3 separate regions of the Rattus norvegicus genome follow, and all the other regions are linked to region 2. Evidence: chromatin contacts called from public Hi-C data. All regions are on one chromosome and are shown on one strand. The core of a region is the stretch at or near the end of the contact, and the rest is flanking DNA. Distances in the headings are between cores, read along the strand shown. Region 1 has its middle 290 kb from the start of Trnap-agg90. Region 2 holds the start of Spry2 (sprouty RTK signaling antagonist 2). Region 3 has its middle 260 kb from the start of Trnap-agg90.

What was found. A called contact is a pair of places that touch in the nucleus more often than the background predicts.
Region 1: a Hi-C map of the A7r5 cell line shows a contact between it and region 2, with 4 times the contacts expected there. The contact joins the enhancer-like site here to the promoter of Spry2 in region 2. A contact is called at or near these places in 4 of 12 Hi-C or Micro-C datasets (the A7r5 cell line, Schwann cells, mammary epithelial cells and 1 more) and 1 of 1 datasets of contacts at active chromatin or transcription factors (oligodendrocytes).
Region 3: a contact with region 2 is called in a Hi-C map of prefrontal cortex, with 4 times the contacts expected there. The contact joins the enhancer-like site here to the promoter of Spry2 in region 2. A contact is called at or near these places in 5 of 12 Hi-C or Micro-C datasets (Schwann cells, frontal cortex, liver and 1 more) and 1 of 1 datasets of contacts at active chromatin or transcription factors (oligodendrocytes).

Annotation. Positions count from the first base shown.
Region 1 is chr15:88,781,088-88,784,136 of GRCr8, forward strand. No RefSeq gene overlaps it. Among named protein-coding and RNA genes, the nearest start is that of Trnap-agg90, 290 kb to the left of the region's middle. Within about 2 kb of position 1,299, at least 59 of the 93 cell types and tissues checked have an H3K27ac peak or open chromatin away from gene starts, as enhancers often do. A contact at or near this core is called in the A7r5 cell line and Schwann cells, where this site is marked.
Region 2 is chr15:89,110,560-89,113,259 of GRCr8, forward strand. Spry2 (sprouty RTK signaling antagonist 2) reads right to left here and starts at 1,367. Exons shown (of 2, transcript NM_001393836.1): 1 at 843-1,367.
Region 3 is chr15:88,748,595-88,751,516 of GRCr8, forward strand. No RefSeq gene overlaps it. Among named protein-coding and RNA genes, the nearest start is that of Trnap-agg90, 260 kb to the left of the region's middle. Within about 2 kb of position 1,642, at least 4 of the 93 cell types and tissues checked have an H3K27ac peak or open chromatin away from gene starts, as enhancers often do.

The sequences.
Region 1 (3,049 bases), core at 49-2,548, 330 kb before region 2:
TCCATTGCTTATTTCTCTGTGTGTGAGAGAGTGTGCACAGGTCCTGAACATGGCCGGCTTGTGGAGGTTAGAGGATATCTCAAAGATGTTAACGCTCTCCTGTGGGTACTGGAATGAACCTTGGCTCGGGGGCAGCACTCCCATCCTCTATCTCATTGGTTCCTTTCTATCTGATTTTAGACCTTTCTAGTTGTCTGAAGAGCCATCTGTGTCTGTATCTATAGTCATGAAGAGCCCTAAAACTAAGGAGAAAAAAAAAGTCTTTTAGACCTACCTTTTTGTTGTCTGTGTTGATTCCTGCCTTGTAAGGGTCTGCTTAGTTTTCCTAAGTTGATTTCAGATTTATGGGCAAAGTTTTAAAATGCTAAAATGGGGGAAATTGGTTCAATATTTCAAGCGTTACTTCTGTCGCTTTATTTCCCTGCTGTATTAATTTGTGGTTACTCACCTTCTCCTCAGCGATCTCCAGGGAACCCCAAATCTGACTCTCTATGATCTGACACGAACCCAAACATTTCTCCCAATAAATTACATCTCGTGTGTAATAAAGCGAAATTGCTTCTTTAGGGCGGGGAGGAATCCTCTAGGCATCCATTGGCTACACTCCGGGGTTTTGTTCACACGCATCCTGAGGACGCAGATCTGCAGCCTCTGTGGGTCTGGGAGGGGGAAGCTTGAGTTCCCTCACTGGTCCAAACAATGCCGGAATGTTTTTCCCCTGTCCATTCACTTAAACAATGTACCATTCTGTACCTCATAAGCACTTAATTTATTCCAACTCTTTGGCCTGACCTGTAATCCCCCTCTCCTTACCCATCTGACCCATCTGCGTTTCATTTCCCACTCGTCGCATCCAAAGAGCTAGGCCCAGGCCCTATTTGGAACCATTAGACAGAGATTGGCACTCTTCCCTCTTCCTGCACCACATCCTCTGCTGGAAAAAAAAATGACCATCGGATCAGAGAACAGAGGCTGCTTTGTCCCCGGTAACGGGGATCTGGAAGCGTTTTCAATCATTTGTACTCTATACCCACTCAAACGCATTAATATAATCAACATTGGGTCTGTTGTGGGCATTTTTTCCAGCAAATAGCTTGCTAACATTCCAGGCATGTACTTCCCCGAAAACAAGACTGAGACAGGGCCCTGAATATTCAATTGGAAAATCACCAAGAGCAGAAGCTTAGTTTGGCACGGCTGGTGTTGATTCTTAATAAGTGACTTCCTAAAGCTGAGGAATGGGGCTTACAGCGTCAATGACTTGTTTGAAAAATATTTTGTAGGTGCCTCATACCACTCGATTTCCTGTGGTATGCGTCATATTGCGAGCTATTCCAAGCCAGCCTGGTTAAGCACACTAACTCACTCCCCTACCCCCCAAGATTGTGGTGTTTAACTAAAAATGTCTTTATACAAGATGAGCTCATCGCTATTACTGCTGATGTAGTTTTAACTGCCTGGATACCAACTTCAGTCGCTTGAAAATGTGCTCCAAAAGGGTAAAGCTCAACAAACCGTATCTCACCCTGTAGAACATGGCGGGATGCAGTCCCAGAAGCAACATTTCTTCAGGGGAAAGTGGTCCAGTTAAGTACAATGCATACCTTTCACTTTCATTAGAAAGACTTACTGTTCTTAATATATTACCAAAGTCAAGGTGCTGAAGACATCTGGAACGCGGGAATAAAATTAACCCTTTCATAGCTTCAGGTATTTTGTAACGCTTGCCAGGGAGGAGAGGTACATTCAGAAACCAAAAGGATTTTTCTCAATTATGTTTCAGAAAGCAAACCCTGAAATGCTATTCACAAAACTAAAGTGAATGTGAGTGGGGCTATCGCGAGGGCTAAACAGGACATTGTACGTAAGAGACTTTTGACGCGTTTCTAATTCTAGACACGGGGAAAACAAAATACCACCGAGTGTTATCAGCACGCCTCACGACGCATCCAGCAGTTCCATACACTGCAGTTGTTTACAGAACTTGCGAGGTAGATATTAGCTTCGCAAACAAGGAAGGAGAATCTCAGAGAGATTCCGTAAACTCCACAAAGTGGTGATTCATTACAGAAGCAGGGCACCAACCTAGACCAGTGTGAGTAACACACTGGGACGTATCTGCCACCTGGCTGCCCAGAGATAAAAGTATTGTCATCTCTGTTATGGCTGCCATTGTCCACTTTCGCTCAAAGGATTCATGCTTTCCCGGGTGTCCTGAGCTAGAAGAAGAGAGGAATATAAATCTGTACGCGTCGTGTTCTGTCCTGCTTTTCTCCGGTTACAGGCGGCATCTAGTTTGGGGCCAGTACCCAGTGGCTTCTCAGTGGCTATTAACTGATTAGACATTGTCTATGCCATCTCCGAATGATTTGTGTCTCTACAATAGGACCTTTTATAACAGAGAAGAGAGGGATTGATACCCTGGACACTGCCTGGGCTGTGTTTGCCTCTTGGGGCAAATAATTTTCGTTGGTGCCAGGAGCAGCTCTGATGTGGCTGCGCTGCCCTTATGTGGCCCGGGGCTTTGAGCTTGGGAGAAAAGGAGCAGCCTGGTCTTGGATGAAACAAGAATGTACCAAAGGGGAGCCAGGGCGGCCATGTTGTTTGTCAGAAGACACGACCACATGCGTATCGGTCTCTGGGTGATCGGCAAGCAAGAGGATACCCGTGGGAAAAGATCGAAGAGTCTCCGAGGCGATAAGCTACCAGACCAGTACACTGCACAGCGCTAGAAAGAAGAAGAGGACTTTCACTCCCCTACAGTTTGGGAAGGCAGCCAGAAAGGCTGTACCATGAGGTGGAAAAGGGAGCTTTTGTGTTGGCTGTTTCTTGTAAGGTCAGAGTTTTGGGTCCGTCAGGTTGCAAGCTCCAGGGTGATACACACGGACTTTTAAGGGACTTGGAGTGGGTCCCTTTTGACGTGGTGTATAGAGCAGTCTCTGAAGAAGGCATCGTGCTTCTTGATTGAGAAAGACGCAGCAAACCAATTTTCTTAAAAAACAAACAAACAAACCGGATTTACTTATTTTACGTGTATGAGTGATTTTTC
Region 2 (2,700 bases), core at 117-2,616:
GGCAAACCGACACAGAAACCCCTTTGTAAAAAAGGCGTTAAGACTCCAAATCTTAAAAACAGTAACACAAAAGAGGGAGGGGGGAACTAGCCTTTTTATTTTGCCACCTACTTTCAGGTAATGGAAACCGACCGCGACCACTTGATAACTCTCTTCCTGTCTAGGTCAGCCTAAGTGTCCAAATATATTTAAAAAAAAAAAAAAGCGTGACCTAGGCCGACCACGAAGAACGGAAAAAAAGAGAAAGCTGCACTTCCGAACCGCAGAGACGCGGCGCCAGGCTGGGCGACGCTCCCACCCGCACCGGGCTAGACTGTCCACACCGGGCAGAGGCGGGGACTCCCTCCGCTTGGCACTCTACCCTCTGCTCGCCCGCCGGGCTTCGGCCCCGGTGAGGTGGAGAGGTGAGAAGCCCAGTACCCCAACCCCACAGGCGCCCCCGCCGCAGGCTAGCTCTCCTATAACTTAGCCTCCACCGAATGGAAGAACAGGTTAGCAATGCCAGAGCCTGCAACAGCGACCTGGAAAACACAAAGTGTTTTCCCTCCCTCTAAGGCTCTCGGCGACTGAATCGTCGCCAATGCAGGGGTAGGAGTAGAACGCAGTGAAGCGGTCCAACGCCCCAAACCCCGCAAGAGAGTGAGCTGTCGCGGGACGGGGGACACTGCACCGGCGCACCCTGTAGCCCGGCCGTGGCCGAACCCCTGTTCTAGGCGAAGCAGATCCGCGGGATAGCTTCCTGATCCTCCCGGGAAGCCTGCGGGTTTAGGGGGAGAGAGGAACCCGGACCCCACTCCCGGCCGGCTGTGGTTCCAGAAGGGGAAAAGCCAAATGCTCCTCACCGTGATCGCGGCTTTGCACCAACCCCTCTCCCTTGGATTCTCTTCTTCCAGCGATGTGCAAATAAATCCAGTCCCGATGCAAACTTTTTCCTTCTCTCCAAACTCTGCTTCAGTCCAACTTCCAAGCAGTCGGTGGGAGGATTAAAACCACGGGAAAATTTGGAAGCCAAATCCTCCACCGTTGGAACCCTCCCGGATTCCGAGCTAGAGAGATGACCTCCGTTCCAGAAGCGCACGCGGAGTATTTCCTCTGCCTTTTTTTTTTCTTTCCCTTTTTTTTTCTCAATGAACAAGAGGCCGAAGCGCCAACGTTGGCGAGTCTCTCTTTTTTTTTTCCTGGTCGATGAGAGAAAGCGAGGCGAGCACGGCCTTACAAAGAACCTAAGGCCAGCTCGCCAAGTCCTGGGGGCCCGGGGCTGCTTCCGAGCGGAGGCAGGCGCGGGGCCGCGGGCCGGGCCGGGCGCGCGCGGGGGCCTGGGCGCTGCGCGCTCCGCCGGCCCCTCTCCTCCGCTGGCGCTGCGGCGCGCAGCTCTCGCTCGTGCAGACTGGGCGTTGCGGAGGCGCGGCGGCGAAGCCGAGGCGGGGGTGGGGGTGCGGAGGGGGAGGAGGAGGCGGCGGGGGAGGAGGGTCTGGGGCCCGGCCGGGGATGGGGGGCGGGCGGGGGGGCGCCGCTGGCCTGCGCCCTCGCCTTTCCGGAGGAGGCAGGGAGCTTTGCAGCGGCCGCGGCAGCAGTAAATGGCGTCATGTGGATCCGAGGCGGAACAGAGCAGTTGTTGTCCCAGAGGATATATCGCATCCGGTCCCAGCTCATTGGCTCCGCGGGGCTACATTCACTCGCACTCCAGCGCCCGCCAGCGCTCCGAGCCGCAGGAGGCATTCAAAAGGGCAACCGCGCCGCCCCGCGCGTCCCCAGTCGCTCCTGCAGCCCGGGCGCCGTCACGCGGGGCCGCGCTGGCCGCCGCGAGGTCAGTTTATCTAGTTTCAAGGAAACACTGACCTTAAGGGTTTCCCCCCCAGAGGCCACGAGCCGCGGGCTGGGGCTCACTTAGGGAACTTTCTTCCTCGCCGCCGGGAGAGGAGAAGGAGGGACGTTGCAAACTAACCCGGCCGCACAGCCTTAGCGTGGAAAGCCGAGCTGCAGCTTTTTGGATTCGATTTGGAATCCATTTCGGTTCTACCTCTTCTCTCCTGTGTTTCCCCCACCCCACCCCCCACCGATGCCCAGGGGGCGAAGAGGGTGGGGGTGGGAGCAGGAGGGGGAGGGAAAGGGGAGCGGGAAGTGAGGTGGGAGGGCTATTGGTTTATTCTTTGTCTACTGGATTAACCCGATTATACACCGGGCACCAGCACAGCCCGCCTCCCCCACCTCCGAGCCTTGTACGGGAGGAACGGAATGTAGATTCGGGTTTCAAGTCCCTTCTGCTCTGACTGGGATTGGCTTTTGATTGTGTGTGGACTTGTAGTTTGTTAGAATTTCATTTTTAAGAGGGGTTATCTATAGATGGAGGCCTTTTGAAGATTTTTTTTGTATTGTTTTGCTCGATGCAAAAAACCTTTTAAATTAATTCTGTAATACCCACGCGATTACTCAGGGCGACATCATGGACTTCCGAAATGGGGGGGGGGTCTGTTTCCCTACAGAAGTCCTCCTTCGCGAAACCATAAATAAAAAGAGCGTCATCTTTCAAATCCCACTATCTGTCACCTAGAACATTCTCATATATGTTCCTCCTGTTCTTGTTGGAAGCGGACTATAGTTAACTATTTAAAATACAGAAAATACATACGCTCTGGCCGTGGCTGGACTAAGGTGCCTGCACGTGGAAGCACGCGGGGAGCGGGGTGGGGGTCACTGAAA
Region 3 (2,922 bases), core at 392-2,891, 360 kb before region 2:
ACCTTCTCTTTTTTTTTTTTTTTTTTTTTTTTGGTTCTTTTTTTTTTCAGAGCTGGGGACCGAACCCAGTAGACCTTCTCTTTAATGTGGATGTTTGTTACCTTTTGTTATTGTGATAAAACACCGTGACCCGCAGCAATGGGAGAAAGATTTATTTTGGCTTATGACTCTGGATGGGGAGTCCGTAATGGTAGGAGAGGACGTCAGCAGGTGTCTGGGGCAGGGAGCTGGGAGATCACAGAGAGTGTGGAGCGGACATGGGCCAAGCCTATGGGTGACCCCAAGGACGGACTTCTTTCAGCAAGGTTCTGCCACCTAAATGGTCCATAATGTCCCCGAGCAGTGCCAACAAGAAGTGAAGTGTTCACATATATGACCCCGAGGGGAACATTTCTCATTCAAATCATCACAGTGTATATAAGGCTCAGTCACCACCCGTGTGAAAAACCCAAGCTGGAAACAACAGAGGACTTTGATTTAATATCTTACCTATTCCCAACTTATCCAGTGAACAAATCGTGCTAATGAGGACATACAATCCCCTTGTTTTCTGACCAGGAGTCAGAACTTAATAAAGCCCACTTTATTAAAGTACCACTGTGGTGGTACATTCTTAGTCTTGGTACTAGAAAGCCAAGGCGGGAGGGTCATGAGTTCTAGGTTATGTAGCGAGATCCTGTCTCAAAATAAAAACATCAAAAACTACAATGACAACAAAGATGGGGAGGGAGTAATTAAATCCTGCTGAGCTTTATGCCTAGTGTACTTGTATATTAATTTGGTGGTTTTATTGGCATTGAAGTTGTCTGATCCCAGTGCACTAGCATTAATAATGTGCTTTCGACAGACAGGAACATGGTCATATTTCAGAGGCATTTTTCTCTATTCTGTAGTAGGTTTTGTTTTGTCAGATCTGTATGTATTACACCGTTTGGCCATGTAGCCATTTTTACCTTTTCTCTTTTCCGTTTAGCGTTATTCCATGTCTGTACTGAGCACATGTTCCATGATGTGGGGAATTCTGTGGTGGTTATTTTGCTTTTAAGGTGAGGTACCTCACGCTCAGCTCATGAATGATTGCAGCAGCCTTTCAGCAAATAGGCAATGAAGAAGCAAAGTTTGTTTGCCCATCAATGCCAGCATCCTGACCCAGCAGCGGGGCTGACTCACGAAAAAGGAGTCACAGCTGACTGAAAATTTCAATTGCAGAAACGGAACAGTCTCATCCAGGTTGACAACGTGAATGATGTATGTAAGGACTGCTCAGCCAATTACGATGATTGGATAAGGTTCTAGATCGATAACTTACTAAGATAAGGTTATTTGGGATGGGTAAAGAGTGCTTATTTTGGTCACGTCTGGACAAACATTTTAGTGCCTGCAATTCAAGACAAAAGCTGGCATGATGCTTCTACTGCAATCAGAAACAAGTATTCAGAATGTTTTTTTTTTTCTTCTTGAAATAAAGACTCCCACCATTTGCTATTTCTGCATCTGGAATGAAGTACTGTCAACAAAGGTGGCAGCTATCTTGTAACCAGGCCATTCCGGAAATCTGCTAATGGTGCCGGTTGCCAGAGAGGGACAGTGTTGAGTCTCATAGCAAAGGAAGATGCCACAACAGCCTTCCATTGCTGTCGCTGCATGGCTCCTCAGAGGGCAAGGGAACCCTTCAGCAGTGCGTGTCAACTCTAGAGTTTTGCTGTGCCTGACTGACTGCCCAACAGCAGGAGTCAAGAGAGACGAACTGGTTACAGAGAGGAAAGCTCGGCAAACAAGCTGTGCCCATGACCAAGCATTAAGTGGAAGCCTCAGAATTCTGTAACTATTCGATGAACACATTCATAAAAACAGAACAGTATCCGGCACATGATGAACATGTATTCATCTCCTCTCACTGATACTGTCATAACCATCGCTGCCATTCCCACAGAGGGTAGCCACCAGCTCCAGGCAGTTCTATTAAAAGATGAAAAGGGTTCTATTTTCCCGATCCCCTTTACTCTCAGTCCTGCTAAAGAGATTCTTTGCTCTAATTCGCTGAGGTTATCATTTTAGGATTCCATATGTAAATGAGATTTATCTATAGTTGCCCTTTTGTGTTTGACTCATTTCTCCTGGCATGATATCTTCCAGGTTCACTCATGTTTTTGCCGATGACAGAATTTCTTTCACAAGGATGAGTAACTCCACTGTGTATGGATTCCTCGTTTTCTTCATGTGTTCATCCAGGGATGGCCATTTAGGTCGATTCCTTATCTTAGCTGCTGTGATCGGGGAGTGATGCAAGCAACTTGAGCACAGATACCTCTTTGATATCCTGATAGCAATTCCCGGATATAGTCTTAGGCTGGGATTTCTGAATTTTAAGCTATCTGTTAAAAAGTGTTGATTTTATGTATATGAGTGTTTTGTCTGCATGCATATGCTCTAGCAGGAGTCAGAGGAGGGCATCAGAATCTTCGAAATTGGAATGACAGGTGGCTGTTTGTTGTCATATGGGTGCTGGGCACTGAACTGAAGTCCCCTGAAAGAGCAGCAAGTGCTCATAACCACAGAGCCACCTCTCTGCCCCCATCTTAAGCTTATTTTAAATGCACTAATTAATGCCCGCATCCTGGATGCAGAAAGGGAAAAGCCAGCCTCTGCATTTCCGAAGGTAGTCATCATCAATAGTTTGCTTTACAAACGTGTTTCTCAATGTTACATTATGCTCTTTGCTATTTTATAAAAGAATTTTACTTTGATTTAATTATATCATTGACAATGTCTTAATGTTTTCCCTTCTCTATTCTAAAACTGTTGCTGATTTAGTAGATCTTACAATTTTTTGAGGTATTAGAATGAAAACACACACACACACACACACACACACACACACACACACACTCTACAGGCACACACATGCACAGACACACAAAC